Linked DNA regions of Anas platyrhynchos: region 2 is linked to region 1. Evidence: chromatin contacts called from public Hi-C data. All regions are on one chromosome and are shown on one strand. The core of a region is the stretch at or near the end of the contact, and the rest is flanking DNA. Distances in the headings are between cores, read along the strand shown.

Region 1 (6,602 bases), core at 2,381-4,880:
CCACAATTTTTAGCCATATAGAGTCATGCACTTCTTTCACTTCCTAAGATTCCATTTTAAAGTGAAGAAATCATATTGGCTTGTTTCCACCCTGATATTCAGCTCCCAAGTTTAGCATTTTCAGTGGTATCACTACCATATCACGTACGCCCAGACAGGCAGATTCTGTATACTATGAGTCTTTTTATCTGACTGCCATGTTCAATTTTTTCACTAGTTTTGACTCTCATCTTTTCAATCAGTCTCATTTTTCCCCTATCTTTGGGTTCTCTAACAATCTTGATTTCCTTTGATTTCCTCCCCCACTTTTTTTTTTTTTCCTTAGTTCTAAGTTTGTCCTAGTAGCTAATAAAGAAGGAAAAAGAAAAAACATTCAGGGAAAAATGAAAACTGCTGAGCTGTCTCTGTAAATTTTTGGTGTGGTGTAATGGCTGGTCAGGGTCACAAAACAAAGATCTTTCAAGAATAACATGAAAGTTTCAGTTTGTACTGACCTCGCCTGAACTCTCTGTAGCTTTATTTTGACTTCCCTTACATCCGAGTGTGGGTTAGAATGAATACAGTGATTATCCCATGAAAATGCACCAAAAAATACACTAGTTTAGGATCTAGGACATGCTATACTTGGCACTGAATTGGTGCTAAAAAGATACTATGAGAAATAGTATCTGTGATACCAAGCAATACTGGATTTGAACTACATGGCCAGAAACGTGTTTTATGTCACTGAAAACTGGGAAACAGATGTTCTTTTGCATTATGAGGCATCCCTCTTTAATCTTTTTTGTTTGTAAAGTACTTTTGTCATCTTTCCTTTACTGCCATTCCAGCACAGTTTATATCTCAAGAAGCTCATACACTGGAAATCAGCTTTATACTACCACACAATCAAAAACTTCTGGCAGTCAGTGGTATGTAAAGGAACAGTGATTAATGACTGCAGCAGAAGTAGCGTTTTTCCCATCACTCGGAGTCTTCAGCTAGGATTAGACTGTGGGCCAAAAAAACATGCTTCTGAGCCTCACTCCTGGTTCTGGGTGCAGGAATTATTGGGTAACATTGTGTGCTTTATGTAGTTGGATGGCTTATGTCATTACCAGCTGTAACAGGTATTGGGAAACCCAACAGGATTCTCCAGAAAGCAATTCAGAGCCTCATGAAAAGGCTTGTCACTGAAGCAGGACCTACAGCGAGAGAGCACAGGTGGATCTCCCCTGTCATGCATGGCAGATGTTGGCTTTCAAGTACATCCATGAGTCATGGACCTGGGACTCTTTATCTTCATGCAGGCATTTTGGAAAACATTACTCATCTTCAGCATACACAGCAAAACCAAAACAGAACTGGTGCCTTGGGTTATAGTAGAGAATTGTAATCTCCTACCTGTTCTGGGGGCATTTCACCAGGTAATGCTTCACTGTTAAAGAAAAGAAAGAAAGAAAATGTGGCTTCACACTGGTACAGTTTATGGATTACAAATGGACACTGCAGGTAGACCTACGCTCCTGGGACTGTGGAGGAGCCAGGTTGTCACACTGGGAGAGCTGCTAACGATCACCATATTTTGTGAATTAAAATGTAGTCAGGTTCAAAGACAGCTACACTTGGGAGAGGGAAATGCATCAAATAGCAAAAATCTGCTGTGGAAGTGCTGGGCAGCTCACATTCCAGTGGTCAGCCCTGGTCAGCCCAGACAAGAGACATCTTGCTAAGGAGAGGCACAGCAGGCCAGTAATTTTACTTTGAGGACTTTCATTTCCCTTGTGGTGCCTCTGTTTATTTCCAGAAGCCTGAAATAAACCATGCAGCTACAGGAGCTGCTGCTGTTCCTAATGTAGGCTAGCCTGAAGCCTCAGGCATTTAGGGGTTGCCTCCTGGGATCAGACTGGAAGTCCAGTCTGGCCAGTGCCATCTCTGACTGCATGAGTGTGAGCTGTGTAAGTCCTCCTGCTTCATAATGCTGTGAATCAGTAGCCCGAGCAAGGGCAGCTTCCCTCCTGCAGCCTTTCAGGAGCCAGGGTTATTAAGATGCTCTTCTGTGGCTTGGCTCTGCCCAAGCTGCATCGCATGGAGAGATGCAGGCAGGAGGAGAGGCTTTGGCTCTTCTAGTTAAACTAGAACCAATTTATTTCTCTAAAACAAAAGAGGGAGCAGCCCCGAGTCGTGGTGTGAAGTGTAATGTAACATAGGTAACCCCCTGCATCTTAATTTTCTCCATTCTTTAAAAGGCTTTGAAAACCAGACAATGGGGCACTTACAGAATTATGCCCCTTTGTGCAGGAAAACTTTCACATTTGGACTTACCTGAAGTATCCCTTATAAGAAAGCTGAATAGTTCCTTACAGGCTGTATTTTGGACTTAAATACATACGGTGTTAGGGCTGAGGAAGCTGGAGAGGGGATGGTGGGAGAGTGGACAGAGCTGTTGGTGTCTCCATGATTTTCTTCAGGTGTGTTCATGAAGAACACATGGGTGGGGTGACTGGAAACAGTAATTTTTCTCATGGAGATTTACCCAGCAGGTGAGGTATGGAGATGGTTTTGGTTCTCTTGGGCCCTGAGGGGAACAGGAGAGTCAGGTATCTCTCGGAGGGCCTCTGAGGAAGATGGTGTGGCAATCACCACGCTGAAGGTGGCAGAAGGCTGTGCCTGGAGCTGGCCTGAAGGCTCGGGGTGAAGCTCTTGGAGATTGCCGTGTTGTGCCCTGCTCCCTTCCTCAATGACTAGCTTCAGGATTTTGCTGAAGGTTCCTTTCATCTGAACACTAGGATCTGCCCACTCCAGCCCAGGATGGAGGTACAGAGTACCACAGATGGAAAGAAGGTAAGATAACACTTTTTGAGGAAAAGTGCTTTATTCTAACAGTCTGAAGGAGAGAGCACTGCTGCTTTAATTCCCTGCTGCTTAACTGAATGCTGAGCTGATTAACGTTGCTTTGGGAGAATGCTCTGACCAGCTGGCCCTAGGCAAAAGGCCTATAGATAGATAAAATCTGTTGAATACCGAGTGCCATCTATTAAGCTTTATTCTGTTATATTTCCATTGAAACCATAAGTTTAATGCTGCCAGTGTTTACTGGATAGTGTACAAAATCCAAATAAAAAATTGTTTAAGACTTCAATTATTCAGATATTAGAGTAGTGAAGAAAGGGTTTAGCTCAGAATAAATTATTTTTGTCTGTTGTATATGCTTATTCTATATTCTGTTTATAATTATCTTGTGTTGGCTGGATGTGAAGAGAGCTCTAACCTGGTCATTCACTTGTGCTACTGTAAATAAACACAAACAGAAGCAAAATCTAGCCCAATGTCTTTTAGAGAAAAAACAGGATAAATCAGTGTGTCTAGTGTTTGTGGCTTCAGGGTGACTCACCATGACCAACACACTTAAGTGTGGGTACTCCCTTGGCACAAAGCATTTGTCATCACTTACCAGGGTAGGAAGAATAACATTGATCCTATTTCTTCCTCTTGGCAAGCACAGTTCTTTGGTTCAGATAGACCTGGAGTTTACTCTACTGAGGGCACTACCAGGAAAACAGAGCCACAGCTTGAAATACTGTTGTGGTCAGGCAAGGACTTCTGTACACATCTATGTTTTGGCTTACGTGTCTTCTTCCTTGTGTATCTGAGTCATGCATTCCTTTGTGGTATGTGTGTAGTGCTGAAGAGGCAACAAGTCACGATTCTCTCCTGTCATTCACAGGACAAATCACTAACCAAACTCTTTTTCAGCTTCTGTTCAGAGATGGTCTTTACACTTTCCTCTAGCATGATGGCTGCTAAACATGCTGGTATTTTAATTATCACAGTGTGAGGTCTCCAAAAAATACCATTCTTAAACTGAAATGAAAGCAGAGCCTGCACTGGTTATTCCACAGATCGGAAATAGCACTTTTAGTTATAACAGGGCTGCTTTCATGCAGGTTTAGCCTCTTTGAAAAACCTGAGAAAGAGAAGGATGAAATGGTAATCCTTGGTCTTGAAAGACTATAGTGAAAATACACATCTGAATGATAAAATGATGCTTTAGGTTCAAAGCACGCTACAAATGAGAGAGTGCTAATAACACCCACACTTTCCCAAGAATGTTGACAGCTTAGTCAGGAATGGATAAGAAAATGGAACAAAAGAAAATTGCTTTGAAGCCCCTTTAAACATGTCTGCAGAAATGTTACTCCTGCAAAATGCTGGCTAGATCTGATCAGAATGCAATTTAATGATGTAGAACTTGGTGGTCTTTGAAGAAAGTCCCAACAACCTGCAATTTATGTTTAAGAAAAGTTGAAGGGTTCTGAAAAAGTACGATGCAAATGTAAAGTGAAATAGCTATTCAAGGGGAACAAAAGGCCTTTGTTCTAGTTACTCTGTGGAAGAAAATTCCATTTTTTTCTGGAAGAAATAAAGCAGTCTTTCCTATTTTATTTTATTTTTTAATTTAAAATAAAAACAAGGAAATACTTTTATTTCCTGCATTTTCTCCATTGTCCTTTCCCGCTCTCCCTCTTTGGTAAGGATCTTGCAGCCAGCAAGAATGACATTTCACTCACCTGTGGATCTCCTCTTGTTCAGAAGTGACTGACAGAGAATGACAAGCGTGAAAAGGAGGACACTGATGATTCCTATTGAGCACACAAACACTGCATACACGTACAGATCTGAAAGGCAAGCACAGGTGATGCTCAATGTTGCTGCTGTACGTTTCATGCTTACAAGATAGAAAAATATTATTTCAACAAGACCTAAATAGAGCGTGACCCAAAAGAATTAGGTAACAGTTCAGAAATAATTAACATTCTTGAAATTTTCATACAATATCCTGTTCAGTTTAAAATTTGGATAAAGTCTCTATAAGCACTAATAGGTGTATTTATGAGGGCTTGCTTTTGGGAGGGAGGAGAAGGCTGGTTTTTTTTGGTAGTTGTTGTTGTAGTGGTGGTTTTTTTTTTTTGTTTGTTTGGGTTTGCTTGTGTGTGTTTTTGGTGTGGCTAACAAAACCAAAAGAACTTCAGTTGGATTATTTCCCAGTTCAAACAGCTGTACTAGTTTAAAAATAAAGACATGAAAACAAATTTTAAAAGTGGCAGTAGGGAGAGATGGGGGAGTGCTGAGTGGCTGAGGAAGAAGGAAGGAAGTCTGTGATTGCTGTTTATTTTTTTATTTTATTATATTATTTTTTTTGGTGGCAGCATTGGCTTGAATTTTTTATCCATACATTTTCTTTATTTTTCAACCTACAGCCTCAGTCTCCCCTTATAGCTGTCAGTCAAGTCCCATAACACATTCCCACTGGAGGGGCCAGCACTTCTACCACAGGAGATCAAGACAGAGTATTTTTTTCAGAAGGCTAAGTCTTTGATGACTTATTTCTGCTTTTACTAGAACTCTAAAAAGAGCACTTCAAGGATGCTCTACCCATTAATGTCTTGAAATGTCCTTAGGGATGTATATTGGCTTCTTTCCCACTTTACAGAGAGGAAACCAAGCCTCAAAGGTCAAGTGTTCTTGTAGAAAATAGCGTTGCTGGAACCAGACCCCTGACCTACAGTTCTGTGCTTCGTTTACATCTCCCCGTACACAGTACAACAATATAGTGTGTAAATTGTGGTTTGAGCAGCAAGGCTCTCTGCAGAATTGAGCAAGCAGTGCTGCCTGTCAGGCAGTGCAGCACAGTGGCTGCAAATGTTGGGCTGGTGCTTCACTGGTGCTCTGGGTTGGGGTGGGAGGAGGTGGAGGAAATCCCAGCTGCATGCAGGTTCTGGATTTCAGCCTCTTGGAATAGATGTTCCCTAATAAACAGAAAATACTGCTTGCCTTGAAACTCCCGGGAGCTTTAAGCTGCTCCCTCAGTGCAGAGCATGGTTTGTGAGCAGTTTCAAAGGCTGGGGGGAGTGCACAGTGCTTGGTATCTCATGCTCAGCACCCTCCTGGATGAGGGTTTGCATTTGCATTGCATGACCAGCCAGGTGCAGGCCACTCTCCCATTGACCATAACAAACATGTAAGAAAGTGGAGCTGAAGACTTCCATTCTCTTTTTGCCAGCACCCATTGTAGTTTGTGGGATGCCTTCTGAGGCAAGGCCTGAGTTTGTACAGGAACATGCAAAACTGGGCCTGTTGGGGGGCGCTTGAGTTGTACTGTAGAGTTTGGCCAAACTAGCATCTTGTATGTAGCAGTTAGATGTGTCTTACCTTCAAAAAACTTCCAAGCTTCATGGTTTTTCTTGAAAGTGGGATCATCAGAAGTTTTTGATGAAATCACTGGTTTAAAAAAAAAAAAAAAAAGAGGACATAACAAGAATTGAAAACACACAGCAGAACATGTTGGGATCACTCAGAGTAAATATAGTTCTGCCTTACACATTGGTGCATCAAGGTCTTACTTGATCTCACAGGACAGTTATCCTTCAATGAAACACTGCAGTTATAAAATGGCATTACTAAAAATATCTTCCATCAAATCTCATCTGCTGTGTCATAACAGCTGTACAACCTGGTACTAGAATCCAAATGCTCTGACTGCTGGATCACCCGCTGTTCAAAACCCTCTCTGCTCTCCCAGCTAGATTGTTTAAGCATGCTGACATATTTAGATGTCATCA
Region 2 (7,622 bases), core at 2,385-4,884, 42 kb after region 1:
CTTGGCTATAAAATCCCACCATTTCCCTTCCACTGGATGTCCTTGAACAGGCAGATCTCTCTGAAAATTATGTTTGTTATGCCATGCAGGTTTTCAGCCAGGCCTGTTCTGTGAAAGGCAATATGTGGCTGCCTGACCAGAACACGCAGCTGTACTGGGAGCAAATGGGGAGCAGAGCAGGACTGACCCTGGGAACAAGACTGTCCTTTGGGAACAGCTCATGCTTTCTTCTCCTCCAGGGAGCAGTGAAAGCTCACTTAAATAAACCAGCTCACAAAGACTTGAAAAGCAGTATTGCCACCTAAAGTGTAGCTGTTCCCAGCTCCCACCCTGCTCCTCCACCTCTCCTGTGTCAGTACAAGCAATGCGATGCCTGTGTAGTAAATCAACAAAAATTAACCTGTGGGTCAGGTGTTGTTTTTAATGCACCAAAAATGACCTTATTACTTTTCAGCCAATGTTCTTCTGTCTTTTTCTATTTATAAACCCATACAAATTTTCAGTTGAAGCTGTGGTCCTCTGTGAAATGTATTTAAGCTCAGTTTAAACCTGTATGAAAAGTCTTTAGGTCCTTAAACTTCTGTGAACCCCTCAGAAACAGTCCATGGATCCCCAAGCATATGTAGCCTTTTGTGTTGCATTTAGTGATATTGCTCACTTCTTTCAGCTCTCTGACACCAGGCTGTTAAGTTTTGGTACCTAGCCAGACCCGGTACAGAAATGCACATGGAGAATGAAGGTGGGTGGTTATAAGCAGCAATCAGAAGAAAGACAGATTTAGCTTTGCTGATACCTGGTACTGGTTCTTCAGGGCAGAACTTTATGAGATTAAGAGATCAGGGAATGGAAATAAACTGACCTGACACACTATATACATGATCTTAAAAAAGGACTTATAAATAATATTATTTTTTCATAAGTCACTGGGAAAAGGTTTGTAGGAATCCATCTGAAATTAGAGAGTCCTCTTTTGATGTTCAGTGTGAATTTATCCAGAAATTCAATAGGATACAGTGCCTTCTGTGAGTCAGAATATGCAGGAGCTCTGATTGATGCTGTTCTTTTCTGGTTGAGACCTCTGGCATGCTAAGCCTCCCGCTTCAGAGGTCTTGATTTAGTTTGTTTTTAAATCTCTGTCTAAGCTATGACAGCAGCTTTCATTGCTAGCTAATCTCATGTTGTCACCTCTCTGCCTTGCCCTAGTCAGCACAAAGCTGCTTGCTCTGGGTGGTGGATGGGCTCTCCCTGGGAGCAGGAGCCCTCTGCCCTGTGGTGTCCAGGGTCTGAGTTACCCCAGGTGCATGTTGGCAGCAGCCAAGATAAGTCTTCCAGAAACACTTCTGAACTTTTATCCAGATTTGCAGCAGCTCCAGGCAAAGGCAGAGTACTCAGTTATTGCTGGAGTCAGTGACACCAGCAAGTTTGACAGCAGAGACCATGATGGCTGTGGAAGGAATTGCCTCTGACAGGTGTCTGAATATTACCAGGAAAGCATTCTCCTGACTCAGCAGGTTTGGGACCAACTCTTACAATCAAATGACTTAGAGCTATTCAAGACTAGCCTCAAACAGTTGTGCAGAGGAGGAGGAAGGAATAAGGATTCCTCCCCATTTGGCAGCTGTGAAAAGGTCAACTGCAAATGCAGCCCCCAGATCTGATGAGAGCACAAGCGTCCTGGGGCAGATGCTCTCCCAGAGAATGTGGAAAGTGGCCAGGAAGGAGCGAAAAATAGCCAGAAGTGTGGCTCTGCCCATCAGGCTCATAGCTGGCATCAGTGCAGTATCCTGGAAAGGGGCTTAATGAATTAATCTCACCCGAACAGTCTGGGCTATATGTATGTGTATATATAACACTGCCTCTCTGTGTATGTGTCTGTATATGAAGTAGTCCTGCCATTCAAAAATGGTGCTGAAAGGAATTGAGGGTCTGAAGATTACCTATAGAATAGCTTAGTGCTGCTTTTTAAAGTCTGGTGTTCTCAGCACAGTGTAAAGCTTAGTGTCCTTGCTTTTGAAGTGTGCAATAATAAAGATTAATTTCATTTTATGGAAAGGGTAACCTGAGCCAAAGTAACTTGCCCAAGGTTGTTCAGAAGAACAAGTTCTGCTAGACAAGAAAGTGACAGAATCAGGTAGAAAAGCCAATTTATTATCCTGTTTATTGGTGACCATTGCCTTAACACAGAACAGGTATTTACGGTTTGTTTCTGGAAATATATATTTGCAAGAAAGTTTAGACAGACATTTTTGCTGAGATCACTTTTTGTGTCTTTGTTGGCTCTGTTTTTCCTTATTTGTAAACCTCTAATTATTTATGAAAACCATATATTGACCTGATGATTGGGTTCTATAGAGAATGTAAGAATGGGACAATGAAAGGCTTCTGGAGGAAAAAATGAGTGGTAAGGGAAACAACAGTTCAGGGTATATATTGCTGAGTGATGAGAGAAAACATTCAAACTGGTGACCCCAGAGGTGTCAAAGATTCTACTGAATGACTGATTTTCTCCAGGAAAAGACACTGGGTATCAGAGTTTAAAAGGAATATTCCTAGCAGAAGAAAAGAGAAGCTTGTTTTAGGAAAATAATGATAGATGCAGGCACCTCAGGGACTCTAGGGAAGTTAGGCCTGCCTGGACTACTGACAATTCAGAGAGAATGGGTGGATGAAGGTTATGGCTAATTCTTTTCCCTCTGGTGCCTCACTACTGTTGTTACCAGATGTTTACAAATATGCATGAGAAAGCTACTTTGAAGTGGTCTCAGCTTCTGTAGAGAGGAACTGCAGCACCGATTGGTAACATATACAAAGATGTCTGAATAAATCCTGTAATAACTTCTTAATGGGAGCCTTAGCATGAAGGCCACAGCTTGAATGAAATGCTACATATGAGCTAGCCTTGTACTAGGTATTTCTAAGCTGAAAAGTGAAATACCTCATGACTGGGAAACATCTCCAAATGTCAGATCAGTGCAAAGAAAATGTCTACTTCCAAGCTGACATATTTCCGCAGGAGAAAATTACTTCACTGAAAAGTAATTAAAGTTCACTAAAGTTGCTGTAGTGTGGCTTAAAACAACCAATGCCCATCCCTGTTTCATCTTCTCTTTGTAAAAAAATCTTCTCTGGAGAAGACATCGTAGTTACTCTGATTAGTAACTGTATAAAAGAGAGTTGCTTTGCAGATATATTTTTAGCATCTTGCTATTTCATGTACTTTTCCCATGAACTTGCCTATAGTACAGCAGCGGTATGTGTTTGCATCTTAAGCAGATACAATTTCAATGGATAGTAGAGCGACCGAGACAGTATCCCTCCCTGGCTGCAGAGCGAATGTATAGTGTTACATGTGAATAGCTGATGCAGTATCTGAGTTGCTGCGATGCATTTCAGCGCCCGGCATCTTGTGTAGTCTCTGTTCTAGGTCTTAATCCTTTTTCCTTGAGCACTGCTCTTTCAGTGACACATTTGGACAAGGGCAAGGTCTCTTCTAAAATGTGTATTTACTTAACAATTTTGATTTGTGAACTTTGACCCCATTTTCCAAAGGTCTCCTCCTTGTGGCTTTTTCACAGAGGCTTTCTGTACCCTAACATCAGAGCAAGGTCTCCAGCTAGCTTTGTGAGCTCAGACTCCAGTGATTAGCGTATCTTTGATTTGCAGCTAATAGTATCTGTGGTATGACTCATGTCTACTTGATTGGCTTCCTGTCTGGCAAATGATGCATTCCACAGTTCACAGCATTATAGGCCAATCTGGACTATTTAGATCAAAAGGAAACTAAGAACTGTTCTCCGCTCCTAATAGGAGACTTTTTGTTCTGACTCTCAGCCTGCTTGAAAGCTCTGAAATGTTTAGATCAGCTCTGTTATGTTTGCAGTTTCTGCCTGTCTGTGCAGCTGGTTATAGGTGCAAACATGACAAAATGATAGGAAAAAGGATCTTAACTCAAACATATTGGTGGTGATGGTTCTGCAATCTATACATTTTCTGTAAGAAACTGCACCTCAACATTCACACTTGCACTTAATTGTCCAAACCTAGTTTTTGTCATGCCATCCATCTCTGATATTTATATTTTCCAAGTGGATGGTTTCACTTCCTGTTAATCCATAGCAATATTTTTAGAGTTAGACGTTGTGGAGACCAGAGGCTTTCAAGATGAGATGACTGTTTCTCCTTAGTTTCAGAGAGGGAGTTTAAATGGAAGCAATGAGCCATGACTTTGAACTCTGTGTCATCAGCCTCAAAGGGTATAATTTCACAGGGGCTTCAAGAGTTACCTCAGCTGAAGGCCCTTTGCAGATTGCCAGCAGCTTGGAGAGTCACACACAGTTTGTATGAAACACTTGTTGCACTCTTCAATTGTTGTTCTCTTGTTAAACAGGAATGTCCAGTGAAGAATGGCAGGCCCGTCACTGTAGGCTCCACTCATTGAACTGAAACTGAGGTTGCTAAAACTAAATATGATGTTCTGTACATTGTCTTCTATAGAACACCTTTGGGCTGGAGATGCAAGTGGTTGTGGGCTGCACACCAGCATCCTGGATTTCCATGGGAATTGTGGATAACCCTCATGCACATGAGGAATACACTGTCATGTGCCATTATGAAATGTACTACTGGTGAAGAAACATCCTGTTTCATGAAGATGTGGGAAGAAAGGAGAATTTTCTTTCATGGAGCTGGTTTTAATTATTGTCTTTAAGTATATTACCATCCAGATCTTGCTCACTGCATGACTCTCAGTTACAAAAATCTAACATAACCAGAAAGGTGCATTGCTTGTGCCTGGAGTGCACAGATATGTCAGGATAAGGAAATAAGAGGGCTTTCCCTGTCAGTAGGCATGGCCTGCTACAACCCATTGGGAGAGCTCCGCTAGCTGAGGATAATGCAAGGGCTATAACACTCAGCTGAGTTGTTTTCATTCAAAAAGAACCTTAGAGATGAACCTAGTTTAGTTCCAAGCCCTCTGCCATTTGCTCTGACTTGCAAGATTACCTTGTGTTTCACAGGGCAAGTTCAGCAAAGAAGAGTCAGTCACTTGGAAGAAATCCAGTGGTAAAACTCAAGAGAACATCTAGATATCGCTTCAGATATCAAAAGAAAATCAGCACTATACTTGGCACTGGGCCTGTGCAGCTCCCAAGCTCCTTCTGTCCTCTCATGTATCAGTACAGTTTGTGCGTTGCGTTTAAAACCTGATCTTATGCTGAATGACTTCCATGGGGGCCTGCAGAACCCAGAGAATTGCATGAGGAGTTTTGGTATGTGTTGTTCCCCAGGATGTATTGAGGAAACAGATTAGTTTTTGCTACTACAGCAAGCTTAAAATGCATGCCTTTTCCTTTTTAGTATACATTCTCTGTCTCTCCATCCTTCTCCTTGTCTCTGCATGCCTCTTTCTTTGTCTCCTTCTGTCAAAATAAATCTGGCTGCCATACACTGTAGTTAACTCAAAATATTGCCAGCATTAAATGTGCCCAGACATTTTTATTAATACATTAAACTTGCATGAAATTTTAGGCATTATAATTTACCAAGCTTACACCAAGATGGCATTTGAAACTGACATGAGCTATTAATTAAAAAAAAGGACATTAAATAATAGTCAGTTGACATCTAAATTACTATTTTGTTAGCTGACAGCAGCTTGCCTCAAGGCTCTCTCTCTTCTCAAGTGTTAGTAAATATCCCATTGAGTTTAAGGACATCCCATTATGAATTGATTGTTTAAATCACAATGTTATATACCTGGATAGAGTGGTGAATGTTAATTATTTCACAATGAGCTGACAGTATGATTTGGGTCTAGAAACACTTCTGTTTTAAGGATTTGGGAAAGTGTCAAGGGGAACATATAAGAATGTTTATTTCAGTGGGAAACGTGATTTTGCAATGTGTTGGCTAGGTTCAGTTTCAGCTAATAGGGGCTTTAGCATAAATGGAGATTCGTGTATGTGGCTGTGATACTCCCACTCAGAGTATATCCCAGTTAGAGGGAGAAATTGAATGACTTGAGGCACTTGTGGCAATAACAGTGTGAAAATTAAAACAAAATTTGGCTTATTATGAATTCAGCAAGTGCTCTATCAGGTGGATTAAAGTGGTGGAGTTTGTTTTGTTTTTCCCTGAACAAACACTAATAATCATCAGTGGTGAAGTAGAAAATTAAATTGATTGTGGATGATATGCCAGTTTTCCTTTCCAGTCCTACAGGGGTGATATCCTGATTATCATTGAGGGATTCAGGTTGCCTGTATAGCTGAGGGATTCAGGATGGTTTTATGATTGATTGGAATAAATCTAGGACTAAGTAATTTCTGATAGAGGACTTTGCATTATCAAAAGGGTTTCCGGGATGAACCACTGTCCTAAAAATGCCATGAATTAGAATCTCCAGGGTAGTGAAGCAAGTAGTGAAAATTAGGTTAGATCTAATTATCACATCTCTCCACTGACCTGAATAAATGGGAAGCTATCCCTTTGACCTATGGGGAAAAATAAATCAGATAAAAATGAACATATAGCTTGGATATTCTTGAGGAAACTCCTTAGTATTTGTGACACTGTAGCACTTAATCATGATGAGTACTTATCAGGTAATATTTCAATGCTGTTTTCAGGAAATCGATGTTCAGGTTGGAAAATCAGGTTGGAGGGTTACTTTTGCTTGCTTGTTTGTTTTTGTTAAGAACATCTACCTCCCATACATCTCCTTGCAGAGATATACAAGCAACCTCAACCATTTAAATGATGAATGTTGGAAACTGAAACATGTCATTTCCCACTGTTCTGTGGTTAAAGTTTTGTCCTACAAAGAAGAGATGTCAACATGGATGAGAGTCCTATGGAAAGGTCTTCCTCTAAAGGTTAGGAGGAAAGATGAAATAGGACATTGGATCTTGTATACTGAATTTCCCTTTGATTTCTGCGAGTAGTTTGCTTGGATTTAAAAATGATAATGCAAAGAACAAATAAGTTGGGTTTGCATCATCTGAGATGTGGAAGAGCATATATTTGTTTATAGAACAAGCCACCATATGAACTTCCTTTCTAAAACTTGATGATATTGCAAGGATATCTGATTTTCATAGGTAATATTGTTAACTTTCTCATCTATAATCTCTCTGTAAATTCTTTAGAGCCTAAATTATGTGTTTGTATTATTTGCAGCATTGTTGTATCAGTCATACTACTCCATCCTTACAGTAGGTAAACAATAATTAATTATGTTTTTGTTAGTTACTGAGGATCACATTAGGTATTAACTATTTTATACTACAAACCAATGGTTTCATTAAGACCAGTAAATGACTATTTTGTTTCCTCAGATTAGCATCTGTATTATAGAATCCCTTAAAAATCCACTAAGCGGTAGTACATAGATGCCTTGAAGTGAACAAGAACAAAGACTTGTTAATAAACTACTAAATGCCACAGTACTGTTGAAAAGTAAAATGGACTAAGAAAAGATGGTGGATTTCTAGTTGTTTTCCACTACACAGGAAAAAAAGTCATCTTTAGGATACCTAGTTTTGTCCCCAAATACTGTGGAATTACAGCTTTTCTCTAAATTTGTGTCAGTGTTTCTAAGGCAGAATGTGCAGTGTGTACTG

Evidence for each region. A called contact is a pair of places that touch in the nucleus more often than the background predicts.
Region 2: a contact with region 1 is called in a Hi-C map of skeletal muscle, with 2.2 times the contacts expected there. The contact joins two enhancer-like sites. A contact is called at or near these places in 2 of 8 Hi-C or Micro-C datasets (skeletal muscle and subcutaneous adipose tissue).

The regions. Positions count from the first base shown.
Region 1 is chr6:22,572,616-22,579,217 of IASCAAS_PekinDuck_T2T, forward strand. VSTM4 (V-set and transmembrane domain containing 4) reads right to left here. Exons shown (of 8, transcript XM_038181084.2): 3 at 6,193-6,261; 4 at 4,551-4,658; 5 at 1,384-1,417. Among named protein-coding and RNA genes, the nearest start is that of VSTM4, 15 kb to the right of the region's middle. Within about 2 kb of position 3,631, at least 4 of the 8 cell types and tissues checked have an H3K27ac peak or open chromatin away from gene starts, as enhancers often do.
Region 2 is chr6:22,614,862-22,622,483 of IASCAAS_PekinDuck_T2T, forward strand. All of the region lies in intron 6 of TMEM273 (transmembrane protein 273), which reads right to left. Among named protein-coding and RNA genes, the nearest start is that of TMEM273, 13 kb to the right of the region's middle. Within about 2 kb of position 3,635, at least 2 of the 8 cell types and tissues checked have an H3K27ac peak or open chromatin away from gene starts, as enhancers often do.